Regions from separate parts of the Arabidopsis thaliana genome. Here region 1 is linked to region 2. Evidence: chromatin contacts called from public capture Hi-C data. All regions are on one chromosome and are shown on one strand. The core of a region is the stretch at or near the end of the contact, and the rest is flanking DNA. Distances in the headings are between cores, read along the strand shown. Region 1 holds the start of AT4G06534. Region 2 holds the start of AT4G05497 (RNI-like superfamily protein).

Region 1 (6,497 bases), core at 554-3,053, 580 kb after region 2:
TACACACTTATCACAAAGGTTTTAAAAATCCTTGTAAATTCTTTTAAAACTCTTGTAAATCTTTTAAAATGATTTACAGAGGTTTTACAAGGGGGTTTCAAGTACTTACATATGTATTTAAAGACTTTATCAAGATTTTAAAGGTTTAAAATGATTTATAAGGGTTTTAACAACTTTACATACCTTTTAAAAACTTTAAGTTTTTAAGAGTTTTTAAAGGGTTCTAAGAAAATATATAAAAAAATTTAAATGCATTTTTGGCTGGGGAAAAATTTGGCTCGGAAAACAATATTTTGGAGAAAATAAAATTTTGGCGGGAAAACAAAGTTTGGCGGGAAAATTTTCTTTTTGAGGATAATTTGGACAACATAAAAAACTATTGTTGCAATAGGGTAATAGAAAAAGGGTACTTTTGCAAATCCCCCTAATTTACATATTTAACAAATTGTGCGGCAATTGTTTTTATAATTTAACAAACCGATAAATATATACTGTGGAAAACCAAATCTCTTTTGCTTTCTAGGTTTCTTCTCTTGATGACATTGTTAAAAAAATAGGTTATCTTCGCATAAGTGTGACGACGAGTTTGGTTCGGTGCCTCCGTGGGAGACAGATCCTCTTTTTGAATCGCATGATGTTGAATGTCTTTATTTTGTGATCCTAATCTTGAAATTTTTGTTTTTAATTTTTAAAAATATAAACTTTCATTGTTGGTGATGTAGTTTTAATAACATTTATACTAATTTATAAAGTTTGAAAGATTAATACACGTCCAAAGGTATATTGTTGGCGACTTTTAAGATTATAGTATTGACATGCATTTACTTGATATGAAGGGTTAAGTTGTAAAACAAAATACCCAATTGTATTAGAATTTTCATAAGGACAATGGCAACAATATTTAGCAGTGTATTTGTTTTCCAGTCATAGCACATAACAATACCTAATTGTATTAGACTTTAGTAGCATATTTTGAACTCAAAAGTTAAGTGTTTAGTTTTGAAGGCATTTTGTTACAAAAATAATTGTAAACTTTTTGTTTAAGTATAGAGCAGCCATGGACGATTTAGTTCATTTTATTTGTTACCAAATTAAGTTGTTGTGGTCTAGTGGTTCTCATTTGAGGAGGGATTGTTGTGTTGGTTTAGGCAGTTTTCATCTTGGCTAGTCAAGTTATATAATGCTTTACACCCATTAGAAAATTTGGTGAGTAGGCTATTCGATGGCTACACTTACTTTAGAGATTAGTCGAATGGTAAAACCTTAGAATACATTTTTGGTATAAAAAAAAGGCACAACTAACAAAATAAAATGTAAAACTATCATTGCGTAAAATTGTTAATTCTGATCGCTAAACGCCATATAATATGCATCATGTATAATTTTGGAAAACCGCATTTTCTCTCTCTCATGTATCTTTAATAGTGACAAAAGCTTCATCTTTCTCTTGTTTTCATAAATCAAAATCGGATTTTTTATCTTTGTTATCTTCCGTCTAGTATGAGTGAAAGCTCAATGAAGAATCTCAAAATATTATCTGTCGACCGACAACGGGAGTTTCCGACGATAAGGTTTGTGATGAAGCGTCGTTCTCCTCACAAGAACCCAAATTGCATAACACGTGTCTTAAAACTGTCGTCCATATCTTGTACTGTTTTGTAATTAGTGGGCTTTATTAGGCCTTCCTTCGTACTGAATATCTATTTGAGTTTTATAAAAAATTTGTGACGACAAAAAATATATATACTTCATATAAAGCTGTATATGATTGAAATATTTATAGTTCTACGGTTTTCTTGTAAGCAAAAGTGTATGGTTTCACTAATGTGGTTTTGGTCTAGTGGTAAATCTTCCAAGTAAAAATACCGAATTTCGACGTTCGTTGGAAAGAATATTTTCTCCAAAATGAATTTTACAAGTTATGGTTCTCGCCTCTATAAAAAATAACGCTTTCAAACTTGAATTTCTAGATATTAAAAAATATATATATATGTATATGGTTTTCCCAAAATAATTATTATCATTATAGTTTTCTGTCTCTTGTACTTTCTATCTTCCAACCGTTTTGAACGGGTCCGACCATCACCTTCTTCTCCCTCCATCGCTCATTCTATCTTAGAAGTTATTCTATCACAGAGATGCTTCGTTGGGCCCATTTCACCGCAGGGATCGTCTCCGTTGTTGTGCTCTCTTCTCTCCTTGTAGTCTTCCTCCGTCGCTGGTGCTGTCTCCGCCGAGAGATCACCACAACCCTTAAAGCGGCCAGTCCCATTCGAAGCGATAGCTTCCAGGCTAGAATCTCAAAGCTCCACCAGACGAGCCTCATCCACCAGCTAGATACTTCCGACATCAAGCGTAGAGGAAATATCAAAAACTATTCAATCTCCAGAACCGCCACTGCCGGAGGATTCCCATCGAAACCTGGCCTATTCATCTGGACAGACCATCCGGCTTTGGTGACCGAAGCGGTCGAAAATGGGTGGACAAGGTTCGGATTCGCTGTCCATGAACCGGCTCCATTGGTGAGCGGGGCCTCCCCGGGGTCAGTTCTTCTAGGGCTTTGCACCACGGCAGGAAGCGAAGATCCTGGTGTTGTAATCTCATGGGAAGTGTCAAACGGCTCCGTGGAATTCACACAAACGATCAAATTTAATCAAGCGTTCAACGAGACGGTCAACGCAAAAAAACACTTGATGATTCTCCGAGCAGGTTTACCACTTCCCGGACCACAACTCATAAGTTCTGCTTTCCCACAAGAGGCTTACTTTGAAATAACAATCCTCGAAATCACCCAACACCACAGTGGTGAGGCTGGTGACGTAGGTTGTGACTTAGTGGAAGGTGAAAAAACTAAGTTGTTCAAGAACCAAGGACTAAAACTTGTCAAAAGAAGTGAATGGGATGGAAAAAACGAAGAAGCCGTTTTGTCTCTAGGACTAGCGACTGGTGGTTCCTTCGGCGCGGGCGAGACACGACTACCAGGAAAATTCCCGGCTTCTATTGGGTTCCAATCGGACGGTGCCATCTATCTCGATGGTACGTACTTATTTGTCTATTTGCATCATTTAGTTTCATTATCCAATAATGGATCTTCAAATTTTTTACTTCTGAGAAAGTCAAAGAAATTTTGTGGAGAAAGTTTTTGCAAAAAAGTAAACGGTAATATAGTAAAATATATGAAAATTGGCTGTCCTTTGAGAATTTATATATTTGGTAATGAAAAATGGAGACCCACTAAGGAATATAAACGTCGTGGTACAAACCAACCTTCCACGTCATCTAGAAGCCCCAATTCGTATCACACGTCATTGCTTTGGTTGATTAAAGACAAACAAGGCAACAACTCTTTTTATTAGAATATGATCCTCGCTCTGCGTTGACTTTTGCTTCACTGATTTTTCATTTTTTGTTTTGTAAGAATTATTCTTTTGTTTTGTGTCACGCTGTACTGAAAATTAAAATATCTATATATACGTTTTTCAGCTATTTTAACAAATAAATTCTCAAATTAAAACTTATTTACCAAAAAAAACTATTCATATTAATTATTATTAATTAATTAATATTTTTAATTATTAGCATTTATTTTTATATTATTATACTTTATTAAATCTAAAAAGGAGAAATCTTAAGATTTTATTAATATAATATTTTATTAAAGATAATAAACTTTAAAGATAAATATTTAAAGTTTATAAAATGTTTAGAATATTTAACAAAAAACGTTTAGAATATATATAATAAATAAAATCTATAAAATTAAATAACCATTTCAAAAGAAAATTTTTAAATTGATTTGAATTATAAATCTTTTAATAAAAATTTTTAGAACCAAAAAAGAAAAAATAACTTTTAATTTTACAGAACTGGATTAAATGGTGGGAAAAGTTTAGAATATTATAATATATGGATTTCATAACAATCAAATAACTATTTGAAAAAAAAAATTTAAATTAATTTGAATTATATATCTGTTAAATTAAAATATTATTAAAACAAAATGTTTAATTTCAATGAACGGGGTTAGATGGTATAACAGGTTTGGATCGACAGTAATATGAGACGGTATACCATAGTTAAAATCTGTTAGATATGTTTAGTTTTACTGAACGAGATTAGATGGTAGGACGGATTTTGGTCGATAGTAATATGAGACTGTATACCACGGGTAAAATCCTAGATATAACCATTAAAATACAATTACATTATCTTAAATACTAAACAAAACAAACAAGTAATATTAATAAAATAAATATTAATAACTGGATTATTTAGTTATAATTTAGATTTTAACTTAATAAACTATACGTTATTGTTCCTATATTTTTAAACAGTAAAATCAAACATAATAATTGTATACTAAATAATATACATATATAAAATTGTACATTTAGAAAATACAAAACATTAAATCATATATATTTTTAGTCGACTAAACAAATTATTATTTTTTTCTTAAAAAAACAAAATAGTCCCGCGGTATACCGCGGGTTAAAATCTAGTGTTGATTAAAACAGTGATCCAATTAGTGGTGTTTTTACCTTGCTTAAACAATCACTGTTTCTTTTGTGTCATGTTCTACAGTTACAAACAATAGTTTGATATATTAGGGTTTCATATAATTTTTAGCCAATTTATAAGACTATATTTACACACACACCCATATATATATAGGGGTGTCAAAATGGGTAACCCAACTCAACTCAACTCATAATCAAATGAGTTTAGGGTTAAATGAGTTATGGATTGACCCAACTCATTTAATTTGATGGGTTGAGTTGTTAAATGGGTTAACCCATTTAAGTAATAATTTAATTAATTATTTTTATAAATCAATGATAAATAATTATCATTATTAATAATTATTAATTCATTATCATCAAACTTAGGATATTTACGGATTCTGATATTTACGGGTTTACGTTTTTGGCGGGAAAATGATGTATTTATGTTTTTGGCGGGAAAATTACGGGTTTACGTTTTTGGCGGGAAAATTACAGGTTTACGTTTTTGGCGAGAAAATTACGGGTGTACGTTTCTGCGGAAAATCACGGATTTACGTTTTTTGGCGGGACAATTACGGGTTTACGTATTTTTGGCAAGAAAATCACGGATTTACGTTTTTTGGCGGGAAAATCACGGGTTTACGTCTTTCGCGGGAAAATCACAGATTTATGCTTTTTGGTGGAAAAATTACGAGTTTACTTTTTCTCAATTTTATCGCTTGAATATTTAAGCAATTTGGAAAAATATTGATTTTATTAAATTGGTTTAGATGTGTTGGTTAAACTTAAATTGGCATTGGTTTAGAGATTTTAGTTGGTTTAATTCAATTTTACAAAACTTGATGGGTTAATTGGGTAAACTATTAAAACCATTAACCATTACAACCCAACTCATTTTGTTCATCAAACCAATTAACCCAATAACTCATTTGACCCATCAACTCATTTAAGTCAAAAATTTCAACTCATTAGGGTTTTTGGGTTGAGTTGAGTTGAGTTGACCCATGAATTTTGACCCATTTTGACACCCCTATATATGTACATATATTTTGTAAACTAAAATTTGTAACGAAAAATGTTCAAACAGATTGTGTTTACTTATGTTTTTAAAAGATAAAAACCTTAAACCACATTGATAATAGAAATTATTTTATAACTTTTACTAAAAGTTAAGGGTTTAAAACTCCAACTTAAAAAGGGGGATTTTAAATGTTTTTAAAAATTGTTTTGGTTTCTCATCCCTTTTTTCTTTTTCTTACAATTGATTTTTTGAAATTTTATTTATTTTACTTTCACCAAGATACAGTAGTAAAATTGTAAAACAATTTGCTAAGTTGAATTAAATCTGCTAAAAATCATAACTATTTTTTCTGATGTTGAAGACAGATATAACATTATCGACCTAGTGTTATAGATCGGCTAAACATTATTCTTCCTCCTCATTATATTAATATTATACATTTATTTACTACATTTCATATATACAATCTTAAAAATTCGTCTCTGTCTATGTTAGGAATGAAGCTGGTTTGTGAATCGGAGAAACATGAGTGGGCAAAGGAAAACAAAGTGGTTGGTTGTGGTTACGATCCGAGGAAGAAGAAGGTTTACTTCACAGTTAACTCACACCTGGTTCATGTTATTAACTGTAAAGCAGACGAGTTCGGGACACCTCTATATCCCACTCTTGCTTCCAACACAGAGGCCAGAGTTCTTGTCAACTTGGGGCAATCTCCATTTTATTACAGCCCGGCAAACGGGCAGCGGACATCAAACCCATGTGCTGGTGCTGTAGCCGGGCTCGAGGACAGCAAAGAGCTCTTCTCCATTGGAAGAATAGATTCTCACTATTTAAGTAATTTTTTCATTAACCGAGGAAATAGTGACGAGATTGCAAGCGGGAGGGCCACCGTGGGAAATAGTCATAGACGTAAGCTTGACTATGACGAAGAATCCGATGCTGATCTTTTTGAGATTGCGCTTGAACGGTCT
Region 2 (6,518 bases), core at 2,476-4,975:
TATGGTTCTATGGTGTACCTCAGGCTAAAATCTAGTTTCTAACTACATAACAAGAAACAATTGTTTGTACTTTAAATCTACCACACTATAACATTTTATTATGGGATTTTAGAATAATTCAAGTGATACAATTTGTTATAAAATTAATGTTTTCGATATCAATCTTGTATTCTTTGCTTGGATAATTAATATTCAATATAATATAATAGCAGATTAGTGTCACTAGTGCAAAATTTGGCCATGTGATGCAATTCCATGTAGAATAGACATGTTGGTAAAATAGTTTTTGTCGACTCATTGTCAATTACTGACAATATTGTGTATCCGTCATATACTAAATCTTCAATTGACCAAACAAAATCTTGATCACCACATACATCAAATATAACTTCATCTTCATTTCTCCAAAAATTATTGTTAACTAATTCTCCAAGTAATTGTAAATATATAGGAGATGTACTTTATGTTATTTTCGCAACAAGTAAACTCCCCACCAAAAAGAGGATGAAGATGTTTTCCAAACCTGTTTTGTGCAATCCAACCTTACGTGCTTCCTTTCTTTGGATCAACGGTGAAGTTGGGAAGAAGGGAGTCGATGCTTTCACCGAGACAGACATCAAGGGACTCACATAGACGAGCCTGCGAGCTTGAGATATCTTATAGAAAATCTGTCTTATGACATTTGCAAATGTATCAAGTTAGCAAACACTCTGCCAAAGGATTACTATTGAGGCATGAGCGGCTTTCGGTTTAGTATGGCTTATGTATGGCTGGCTTTTCTAGTATTTGATGAATGTTTGGAATTGTTTTAATGGTTTTTAGATTATTGTTTTCGGTTTATGCATTTTGAATTATTGTGTGCAAATTTTCCTATAGTTTTTGGATTATTGTTTTCAGTTTATGGATTTTGATTTATGTTTTTTAGAATTTATATTAGATAAAATTTGTTAAAAAAAAAGAGACATAGATAACTTTAAAGTCTACAACTAGAGACAAAAAAAAAAATAAGAAATCCACAGAGACAAAGGAAATTGATGAAGTGCTACGGGGCTGTTAAACGGGGTTCTCACTGGGATTTGTATCCTTGTTGGCACTATATGTAACCTACAACTTGAGGCCATAGCTTCTCGGCGTTAAGGCATGAAAAACGAATAGAGGCAGATGGAATGGTGGTAGCGTGAAGAGCAAGCAAGTGGACTTGTATCTTTTTGAGTGCATTTTCTTTATTTACCCTATTACTACTACTTGACATTCCTTTGATGATATCTTTTCGTTTCAGTTTTATGAAAATTATAGTTTTTAACAATGTTTGATATTTGTTAAAATCTTCTATATAATGAAAAAATAGTATTTTTCAATAAAACATTTTTTATATAGTTAGTTAATTACATTATATGTGATGGTCCAACATTAGGATCTAAACCGTTGCAGAACAACAAATGAACACAACACTTATTGATGTAGGCAAAACTACGAAAACACAAAAAAATCTTTGTTTAGCCTTCAGATACCCAAGAATCTAACTCTTCTTGCTTCGCTGAGAACTCTCAAGTACGTCTGCTTCGACCAAAAGCTCAAGCAACTTCATCAGAACTCTGATCCTCTTTCTGAAACTCTTCTTCCGCTATCTTAAGAACCTGAAGCCAACCACTACCAGGACATCACGTCAAGATAATCATAAGGAACAGCTGTTTTCAAACCAGGAAGCACACTGAGACGGCTCTCACCAATCCTCAATTCCAATTCCTCACATTCTCCATGAATCTTCTCAAGTTCTTTCCATGTATACATCAATGGCAAAGTAGAACCACACCAAGTATTGATTTCTATTAGCTTAACCCTTCTCTCCTTCGTCACTTAAACATCAAAAGTGTAACTCTCTGATTCAAATTCAAACCTAATCTTATCATCAAAGAACTCTTCTACCAACCCCTTGAGCAACTCCTTCTCATTGAGAAGAACAGGGTAAAATGTAGTTACCTCACGCTGGCAAATCCCAACAAGCTCGTTAGATTTCACAAAGCATCTAAATTCCATCTCAGCCTTCAACGAAGGGTACCAGAAGCCAAAGATTTTCTATTCCAAAATGTAAGCCAAAGATTTTCTATTCCAAAATGTAAGAGCAATGGATTAACAGTGGCAAACCAAAAAAAAAAAAGAGAACACTTTGTCTTGTTTAAATCAGGACCATGTAGAAACAAAAAAAACATTCAAATCCATAAGTTGAGGAGAACACTTCATCAACAAAACTACTTAGATCAGCCCTCTCCTCATTAACGTACCAAAAATAGTGATTTTGCAACAACTCTGCTGGAAACATTGTCATCTTCTCGAACACGCAACTTGAAGATCCTAAGCGGTTAATGGAGCTTTGTTCAGCCTAGATTTCCTTGGAAAGACGCAAGGGTGGTGATATTTTGGGGAAGATTGAGAGGTTTAAGGCAGTCTTTAAACTTGGTCCTCTCTCACACTCATATGCTGTCAAAGTCTTATTTTCTGTGTATAAAATTCTACAATCTTTTTTTGACTATTGTGTGCATATATATCATTATCATCTCTAGTTCATTTAAATATGTATGGTCAAATGTTGCTCCCTTGGTTTTAAAGGTCTGATATAAAATATTACATAGAAAGCCCACTTAGGTTCATGGAGAATCCAACATAAATTTGTAAGAATAGGTGAAAAAAATATATGATCTAAATGAGAATTACAAACAAACGAACTGAATCTAGCAGTACCTCTCATGAACTAAATGGGGGCGTCTCAAAACTTTAATCCACTCAAAACATCACTTCACTATATCACCTACAATGTTAATGTTTAAACACTGGTGTAACCCGAGGTTTTTCAGGTGAGGACAACCTTCAAGAATGGCGTTCAAGCCCGTCTCGGATAATCCGTTCCTGAAAAGCTGGAGGTGGCGAAGACCGGGCATTGTTTCAGCGATTGCTAGAGCAACCTTATCACAACACTTAACATCACCCGTACAGTTTAGCTTTAATGTCCTCAGATTTGGACAAGACTGGCCTACAACTTTTAACTCTTGTTCTCTGATTGATGACTTGTATGTAATATCAAGTTCTTCAAGCAATGGGAGCTTCATCGCTGCTTCGACAACTCCCCTGCTCAATACTGGAGCACAGTCAACAACTCCAAGCCGTCTCAGATTACTTGATCTACAATATAGAGAATTATAACATGATCAATAAGACTTGTTCTCGAGTTACTCGCAGAATATATACCGATAAACATTATTGAATACTATGTAAACATTAAACATATCAGAATTCATACAAAATTTGCGTGTTTGTGAGTTTTAGGGTTTAGAAAGAACCTGTCGGCAATGTAATTGAGGAACGAAGTGTTCACCAAGTAATCAATGTTGATCTCAAGCAAGCCTCCCTGGCTGAGATCAACGGCGCGACAGCACAGGGGCTCGATAACGTAAAACAATTCTACCGAGTTTACCAAGTTTTCCTTGATTCTGATGTCGATTTTACGCCACATCGATGGGTCTTGACAGACGCGTCGCCACGATTTGCACACTCTCTGAGCGTTTTGAAGTATCTCAATCGCACCGAGTCGGAGCAGGATCGATGACGTCAGTTCCGGCGGTAGCTCCGCCCAGTTTCTATACTCTCCGTTCTTCATAGCCTGAGGGAAAGGGGAAGAAGACGACGAAGACATTCTAAAGGATACAATTGCCGTATCCGTCTCTGTTTTACAATTTAGTTCCTCACGGTAAAACTTATTTTATACGAAACTAATTTGGGCCAAGCATACTGAAATAATGTATTGGGCCTAGGCCCACAATACTGTTTAGACCTCAGAAGATTAACAATCTGAGAATCCATTTGATTGTTTTCTACTCCTAAACCCGGTAGAACAAAGGTGAAGAATAATAATGTAGATGAAACAAAACATTCAACACTTTTATTAACAAATTGACTTGTAACTTGCAATGCATATATTCCCAAATACAGTAAAGAGTAAAATCAATTTCCAAAAGTGCATTCACCAAAAGTAAAGAGTAAAATCAATATCCACTCTTTTTCTTTTGATAATTTGTGAATTTTTACACATTACCAAAAGGATTGAACAAAAAAAAAAAATATTACCAAAAGGAAAAGTTATTTACAATCTTATTTCTTTTTATCACCTTATATTCTGTTCTTGTGATAGTCCCGGACCAATGAAATCCGGGGCCCCATTTAAATTACGAAAACAAAATATTTTTGTCTTAAAAACTATAGAGTAAATAGAAAACCAATTTAAACAAAATTTTGAATTATTTATTTAATTGTATATTAGATTTATAAATATTTTGGATCACACAATTATTTGTGATTTATATGTATAAAACTAACTATTTTCTCTTATTATCAAAAATTAATATATGCATATTTAACTAAAATAAAATTTTTGTTGGGCCCTTTTAAAATGGGAGCCCCATTGGAATGTTTCATCTTCATGTGTTATGGTCCGGCTCTACTGATAGTCAATTATACAGTTAGGTGATCACGTAAACAATCATTAAGAGTCTACTAGCTAGTGATTATTGATGATGTTGTGATTTGCATGGGGACACCATACCTTGTGTTTTGGACATTGTTGATATAAAGATCAAATGAAATTGGTGATGAAACACCAAGGGAAAAGTGTTACACGATTATATTCTCTCTATAGCTACGGGTCTACTCAACATTTTTTTTAAGCTATCAATCGCAAGGCTTTGGATTGATGCTAAAATTAGTGGTTTTCATAAGTAAATTTAATTAATTATAATATTATTACTTTTGATAGTATGTAACTAAACAATCGTGAAAGTAATGTACCAACTAAAAAAAATATAAAGACCCATGACATCGTTCTCGAACGACTTAAAATCACGCCCTCAAAACTTCTTAAAAAAGTTCAAAGGAAAGACACTGAAACTACCAAGAAAGGAAACTGAAACTATTCATAAGTCAAACAACAAAGGTGTCAATTGTCAAAAACAAAAAACAAAGCAACAACAACAAAGGTATTTCCGCAAGATTCAGAAAGATTCAATATCTAGTACCAATGATAGTCGGTTTCATTAAATTGTGACCCAAATGTTGTCACCGCACCATTATCTGAGCCATCATCTGAATCGTCATCTGAGTCATTGGGGCATCTCAAGTCTTTGATCCTCTCAAAACATCGTTTCTTGAGATCCCCAACAAGGTTGATGTTGAAACACTGGCGTAAATCAAGGTGTTCCAGGTGAGGACAACCATCAAGAATGGCGTTCAAGCCCTTATTGGTTAGCCCGTTCCCTAAAAGCTGGAGGTGGCGTAGTTCAGGCATGCTTTCTGCAATTGCTTTGGCATTATCATCAAACCCACTATTTGAAAACATGATTTCAGGGGCTCGGTTTAGCTTCAGTGTCTTCAGATTCGGACAAGACCGGCCTATATCTCTCAGAGACTCTCCTGAAAACAAGCAGTATGAAACCTCAAGGTATTCAAGCAACGGTACTTTCGAAACTGCTTTGGCAACTCCCTCATCTGTTATTGGAAAGCACCTTACAAGTCCAAGGCTTTTCAGATTACTTGACCTGCAAATAATTGTTACTAAAAAAGTCAAAAACATAACCTTATTGAGAACACTTCGTTGACAAAACCACTAAGCAAACCAAGGTGCTTTATCAGAGATTCAGTAGAAGGATATAGAACAGATAAAAATAAATCTAGTTTAAAAAGAGTGACACAAAATCCTCCAATCACTTATAACTTCAGAATTAGCAATCACTCGAACCCTTGGATTAGCACCGATCACTCTTAGCCCTATAGTTAGCAAACACTCTAACCCTAGTATTAGCACCGACCAAATTCTCTTTAACATGGAAAGAGAGCTAGGGAGAAACAGAACCTGTCAGCTATGTACATGATGAGATCATTAGTACCGTAGTACCAAATCTCGATCTCAATCAAACCACCGTGGCTACGATCAACTGCGTGACGGCACATTGACTCGAGGTCGTACTTGAAGGCTGCCCTATCATTGCGGTTATCTATGTCGATCTTCCGCCACATCGAGGGGTCTTTGCAGACTCGATGCCACGGTTTGCACACTTTTTGAGCGTTTTGAAGTATCTCAATAGCGCCAAGACGAAGTAGAATCGATGACGTCAACTTGGACGGAAGCTCCGCCCAGTTTCTCAACTTTTTGTCTTTCATCAGCGAAGGTAAGGGAGTTGACGACAACGAAGACGACGAAGCAATTTTTTTAGGGTAAATAAAATTGTCAGATCTATGAAATAAGAAGAAGTGGAAGTTACAAATACAATTTATGCCCTAATTAATCTTCACGAGGGCAAAAGCAATAAATACATTTATTGTCACCCAATGTTGAAGAATAATTCAAACACGGTTTGGGGATTTCAATTTCTGTTTTAATTGTAGGACATAATGAGACGATGGGTTTGATGGGTGCAATTACGTTTTTTTCTTCTTCTACAGATTCATGTAGTCTCATTCTGAAAAAGTATCAG

Evidence for each region. Capture Hi-C pulls out chosen DNA fragments and counts their contacts.
Region 1: a contact with region 2 is called in a capture Hi-C map of seedling, with 5 times the contacts expected there. The contact joins the promoter of AT4G06534 here to the promoter of AT4G05497 in region 2.

Annotation. Positions count from the first base shown.
Region 1 is chr4:3,354,732-3,361,228 of TAIR10.1, forward strand. AT4G06534 reads left to right here and starts at 1,804. Exons shown (of 1, transcript NM_178980.2): 1 at 1,804-3,431. The coding sequence starts at 2,139. The coding sequence ends at 3,356. It overlaps AT4G06536 (SPla/RYanodine receptor (SPRY) domain-containing protein), which reads left to right and starts at 5,988. Exons shown (of 1, transcript NM_178981.2): 1 at 5,988-6,497. The coding sequence starts at 6,015. It also overlaps the pseudogene AT4G06535.
Region 2 is chr4:2,775,114-2,781,631 of TAIR10.1, forward strand. AT4G05497 (RNI-like superfamily protein) reads right to left here and starts at 3,726. Exons shown (of 2, transcript NM_179199.2): 1 at 3,336-3,726; 2 at 2,610-3,177. The coding sequence starts at 3,688. The coding sequence ends at 2,790. It also overlaps the pseudogene AT4G05495 and the pseudogene AT4G05500.